2 separate regions of the Aedes aegypti genome follow, and region 1 is linked to region 2. A link is a contact called in public Hi-C data. All regions are on one chromosome and are shown on one strand. The core of a region is the stretch at or near the end of the contact, and the rest is flanking DNA. Distances in the headings are between cores, read along the strand shown. Region 1 holds the start of LOC5564813 (segmentation polarity homeobox protein engrailed). Region 2 holds the start of LOC110677033 (homeobox protein invected).

Evidence for each region. A called contact is a pair of places that touch in the nucleus more often than the background predicts.
Region 1: a contact with region 2 is called in a Hi-C map of whole pupa, with 8 times the contacts expected there. The contact joins the promoter of LOC5564813 here to the promoter of LOC110677033 in region 2. A contact is called at or near these places in 2 of 2 Hi-C or Micro-C datasets (whole body and whole pupa).

The regions. Positions count from the first base shown.
Region 1 is chr2:423,638,405-423,641,506 of AaegL5.0, reverse strand. LOC5564813 (segmentation polarity homeobox protein engrailed) reads left to right here and starts at 1,523. Exons shown (of 3, transcript XM_001649112.2): 1 at 1,523-3,102. The coding sequence starts at 2,095.
Region 2 is chr2:423,055,609-423,058,378 of AaegL5.0, reverse strand. It overlaps LOC110677033 (homeobox protein invected), which reads right to left and starts at 1,378. Exons shown (of 4, transcript XM_021847510.1): 1 at 1-1,378. The coding sequence starts at 871.

The sequences.
Region 1 (3,102 bases), core at 274-2,773, 580 kb before region 2:
AAAGGCGACAAACTCAATAGACTTTCCTCGCTTGACAAATCTCAACCTTCCGCAAATTGGCCGGTCCAAATGGGTCGTAAATTAAGTTTACCGCCCCATAAATTGTGGCGTTATGTCAATCCAGCATTTTATTTTCTATTTTCGATGAATACAATTCGGAACCCACGAAAACTGAAGATCACAGCAAATAGACCGACGTTTCTCCGAGTTTGACAAACGCGCTTTTCCCCATTCCTATTCAAAGTCCCATTAGTCGACTGAAGTGTCGTGTAAAAAATTGACGAAATGGCCTAAAGAAACAACCATCAGTTAATTGATCATTTTGCTGGCGGCGAGCGCAAGTTTGCCACTAGTCCTTCTATCACACACACGCATACACTCCCTCATATAATTAGCATATATGTAGATAATGATTTAATGAATTGACGACCGCCGGCATCAGCCGACAATCATCCATCCTCGGCGATAGCGCTTATATTTTTTTTTAAACAGTTTCAAGATTCGATTGAGGACCGGCTCGAGCTCGACGGCCAATGACAGCTTAATCAGATTTTTACGCTGGAACTTTGGTTGAATGTTTGGCTGAGTGCATGCATCGTGCTCCCAGATATGTGATTAGTTTTTGACAGGTTGCTTGATTGTTTGTGTCGGTCGCGTCGCTCCCTCACGCTCTCTCTTTTCCCGGGCTTAATTGAATGTATAAAGTAAAATGTGGTCGACCTACCGCAGTCCGAACTCCGTCAGTCGCGTTTATATTTACATCGAGTAGTTAATTTTGAAATTATACAATTATACAAATAACATCTCGATTTGGAGCGGGGTTTCGTTGAGTTGCGTTGCGTCGCCCTCGACATGGGTGGTCTTCCCCGGTGTGCATTTTGAGAACGAGCCATCCTTGCTTCCAATATTCAGTTCGCTTCAATAAGGGATAGGGGTGGGGTTTCGCGAGCGTGTGAGGCAATTGCGCGGTGATCGGCGAGAGAGGGAGAGAATCTCAATTGAATAATAAAGTTGTATGGAAGGTGCATTCGGTGACCGCACATCACTCTCGCGACGACGACGGCCGACACAAAGCGAAAGTGTGGAGGGAAAAGAGAAACAAAACCGCATACAATGGGTGACGGACGGTGGTGTTGGTGCGATGGAACAAGTTAATTCTCTGAGATTCCTCCATTGCACTGTGTTCGTACGGGCGTGTCGAGGAAGACACGCCTACTGCGGGAGCGATGCAACCAATACAGACGCAGGTCAATTAGCGAGGATATATGTTTGTGTTGATGAATTTATTTGCGCTCGGTCTCGTTTGCTCTCGCGATTGTGACATAAGCAGGTCTCTTTTTTGCCTGTTTTGATTCAATCAAGGGTGCGATGGTGTGCGTTGTGTAAACTGATCGTCTTGATTAGGGCCTGAGGATTGAAAGAGCACGGAGCTACATGGAGATGGATGCAGGAACGGGATGGACTGAGAGTTAATAGAGACACCAGGAGAATCAGCAGCCGCAGCAAAAAACAAACCAGTCAGTTTGGTTGAGCTCTCACTCAGCTGTCAGTCACAGAGGCTCAGATCACAGGTGACATTTGACTATGTCACATCACAATTTATAATAGAGGATAGAAGAGCTCGCTCTCTTGGACCACGCGCGCGATCTTCGGATCATCGGTTCTTCGCATTCTTTCTTCGGTGCTTGGATCTTGTCGTTCGTTAATTGTGTTGTGTGGCCTAGCCTGGAGAGATTCCATCATTCAATTTGCTGTCGAAATCGGCCGGACGCGTGTTTGTTTTACCCCTTGGAGGGTAGTGATTTTTTCTCAGACGCCTTACACCCTCCGTTACACTTCGTTGGTGTCGGTCCTCATGGAAGCACATGAGCTCGTACAGCTCTCGGTTTGACGTTCGGTGCTCGCTCGAGTGTGAAGTGTAAAGTGTTGGTTTGCGAATGACGAGCCCTCAAGTGACGATTGATAGAGGTTTGAAAAATTATCGGAGAAAATTCTCCTAGTGAAATCGAAGAAAGATTTTTGTGCAAAACAATTTAGAACATCTTTTAAGTGAAGTGTTCAGTTTTAGAGAAAACATTTGGAAGACCATCAAGCATGGCATTGGAAGACCGTTGCAGTCCACAGAGTGCTCCAAGTCCGCCACACCATCACCATCATCACCACAGCCAGAGTCCGGTTCACTCCGCAACCGCAACGATGATGAGTCCGACCGCAACGGGGACCATGCGAGTTTCGCCTAGTGCCGGGGAGATGTCGCCACTGGTACCAATTCCTCCGATGCACATTAAGCAGGAGGTCACAGATCAGATTGCTCCACCGCCACCCCAGCAGCCCAGCATCACCTTCTCGATCTCCAACATCCTGAGCGATACCTTTGGAAAGACCCCAGTGGTTCCCATCGCCACTCAACAGCCCCCGAGCCCTATGGCAAGCCCTCCCTGCAGTTCGGACTCCAACAGCCCAAATGGCCCATCTCTGCACCACCGGAGAGATAGCCTCTTCCGTCCGTACGAAATCAGCAAATCCCCAAGATTATGCTCCAGCAATGGAAGCAGCAGTCATAACCCGTACCACACGGATAGCGAATCTCAGGACTCGACTTGCTATGAACCGCAAACTCCAAACCCTGCCGCCAGTATGCTAATGTTCAACAACAACCACTACCACCCGCGGATCCCTACGCTGTACGACTTTAGCACTAAGACCATCCCTAGCATAGACCCAAGAGCTGCTCTCCTGAACGGCTTCAGCGCCACCAGCTATCCAAAACTCCACGAAGAGATTATCAACAGCCATCGGAAGTTCCAGGCCAAACTGCTGGAGAGTCAGGTCAAGGCAGCGGCAGCAGCCTCCATCGGCCATCCGCATGCCATGCCTCCACTAGGTTCCCTGTGTAAAACGGTTTCGCAGATCGGTCAACCCGCGGCTCCGGCAACTCCCATCGGTTCCACCAATGGCACCAGTGGCAACGGCGCCGGAACACCCAACAGCATCGCCAGCAGTAGTGCCAGCAGTCCCAAGTTGAGTCCGAGGCCGATTCCGAAACCGACGGCCACGGTTGCGTCCAGTTTGCCGGGAAATCACGGTGGGGAAAGTCATAGG
Region 2 (2,770 bases), core at 129-2,628:
TGTTGAGATTCTGAGTTATTTGTGAGATGGCGCTCAAATGTGAATGAATGCCTCGGAACGACGTTGTCTCTGGCGGAGATTGAACGCTTCGTTCGTCAGACCATCGGTGGCGATCGTGATAAATTTCACCGATACCTCGTATATGTGGCCGGAAGCCAATTTTCTGTTCATCTGTAAGCGAAACCCTACCGGGACTACGATTGTCTTGCATTCGGGTGACCAGTCCGAGGCCAGGGTCCAAAGGTTTTGGGCTTAAATTGAGACCTCTCGCAGCAGCGACAATCTGCATCTGTTGCCGCATCAGCTCTTCAGCATACAGTTGAGAATTTCTCAGGAACTCTTCATGCAATCGCGTTGGGCTTGGTCGCATCAGTGGAATCTTCATGTAATCCTCCGACGGATCCTTGGAACTCGAATACCGCGAAGAATCATTACTCATTTCATCACCCATTTCTACATTATGCCTCTCGATAAGTTTTTCAACGTCCACTGCTCCCATTCGGGAATTCACACTTATTACACTAAGTTTTTCATCACTGTTCATAGTTTTATCGCTTTCTTCCAGTCCTTCCTGACCTACTGAAAGTTCACTATCTTCACTGCAGCAGCTCATACGATCATCTTCACGTCCCTTCTGCTGCACCATCATCAGCGATTCTGGGCTTGATCGTGCCTCGCTACTAGCCACATCTGGGCTGCTACGATCCGTCGGCATTCCGATTGTTCCGTTTCCGTACACATCTTCACCCGGATGTTTCCCAAGCAAACCGGACATCATCAACCCAGCGGTGGTCTTCGCTAAAGCCGCCGCCGTTGTAGCCTTCAGCGGCAACGGAATCAACGGCAAATTGTGTGACATAATTGTAGCCATTTTAATGCATTGCAGCCGTCGCTACCGTTTAGATATTGCACTGGTGCTTCACTAGCTTTTACAGCTGTCCAATTGGAACTCGTACACGACACCTACGCAAAGTCTTCCAACAGGATTAGAGAAATCAGTCCGATCGGCGGCCCTGTTACAGAACAATTGCGACCAGTAAGGATTATCAGTAATTAAATTCGCACCGTGTGTCACACAACAACGCTGTATTCGCGGATCTCACCGACGAAAGACGAGACCAGAGGGAAAAGGTGTGCAACCTTTTCCGACCGAGTTAAAAAAAATCGTTATTATCGCCCCTGTTACTATTTCACCCCCTTGCATACAGATTCACGCACACTACACTTCCGACCCCCGTAGAACCGAACGCTCCGTCACAGGAACGGGATGCCAGACGAGGGGAAGCAGGGGTTACAAGCGCTAATAAAACCGGCAACACTTGACTGTAAATAGCGACAGCGAAAACGGTCGTTCCATCACGGTATACGTTCACCAACTGAGGCCCCAACAAACGTTCTCAAGTGGTAGGCGTTGCACCGTAGTGTGAGAGCGGATAAGCAACATGCTGCCGTGGGGATCCCAAGGGGCGTGGCTTACTTCTCATTGGCCTACTCCGTTCGCTCGCAGGTGTGCGTGGGATCTACTTCTGTTGATTGTAGCTTCGCTCTGGAGAGAGTAGATCAGAGGGAAAAGGGAAACAAAAGAGAATAAAAGCAGCATACATCGTTGAATATCGCGCTCTCGCACCCCATCAACGAATGATTTCATTATGGAGCATACTCACACATTCATGACACCCGAATAAGCGTGGAAAGGGTGAAACAAGGCGCACAATCTTGGCATTTTTCCGTCATAAAACAAAGTGCACGATAAGCATAAATACATATGCAATTAGTTCTCGCTCTCCTGCTTTCACGCTTTCTCGCTCTTTCACTGCTTCGGAAGAATCACTGAAGAAAAGCTGGACTGGGAATGTAATAAGCTTCCCTGCGTCTCTGGTCTTCCCTTGACCATTTTGGGACATTCTAGTTGGATTTGGATTCCAATTGCACCACCACACAACCGAACAACTGGCTAAAAGCGATGAAGCTTTCATGTGAATCACTGCCCAGGGAGCAAAGAGGAACGGGCGAAATGAAAATGTTTCTCTGTTTATTCAAACATTATGAAGCATTTATGTTATATGGTTGTTCTCCCTTTTGCTGCTGCTCCCTTCTGCTTTGGAGCTGCTCGTTGTTGGCTAAAACGATGTGATGTGATTTTCTTGGTGTCTCGGGAATCCTGAACTGAGGGGTGGAAAGAGTTTAACAACGGTTGGAGGTTTTATCGTGTTGAAGAACCACTTTGCGCGCCGCTTTCATTCTCCTGGGCTCTGTCTCTGCTCCGCATGTAAGGTTGAATAAATGTTTCACGTTTCTCTCCATTCCCTCAGCACACTAACGTTTTAAATTGCTTGATGGTGCTGCCGATGATCACGATGATGATGATTATGATAAAAGATTTGATGTGTATAAAAAGTGGAAAAAGAAGTGACCGCCCGAACAAGGACTGGTTTTCACGATTCAATTTTGAGTGTATTTCGCTAAATTTTCTCAACCGATTGTTCGATGTTTGGAATCACGATTTAAACAGCGCTGTTCTGCGAACGATTTCTACGTAAAAGCAAACAAATCGATTCGTTGTGTAAACCTTGCAACTGATTATCACTTTTCTACCGTGGTGTGCAATTCGAATAGCGATGGATCAATTTGCGTTTGAGTGATAAATACGTTTTCCTAGTTCCAGTGTTGAATGAAATATGTTAAATCGTAAAAATAAAAATGGTGTAAGTCAGTACATAGCTGAAAAATATCCAAAGCTGTTGAAATACTTTCAGTATTCCAAAATGGA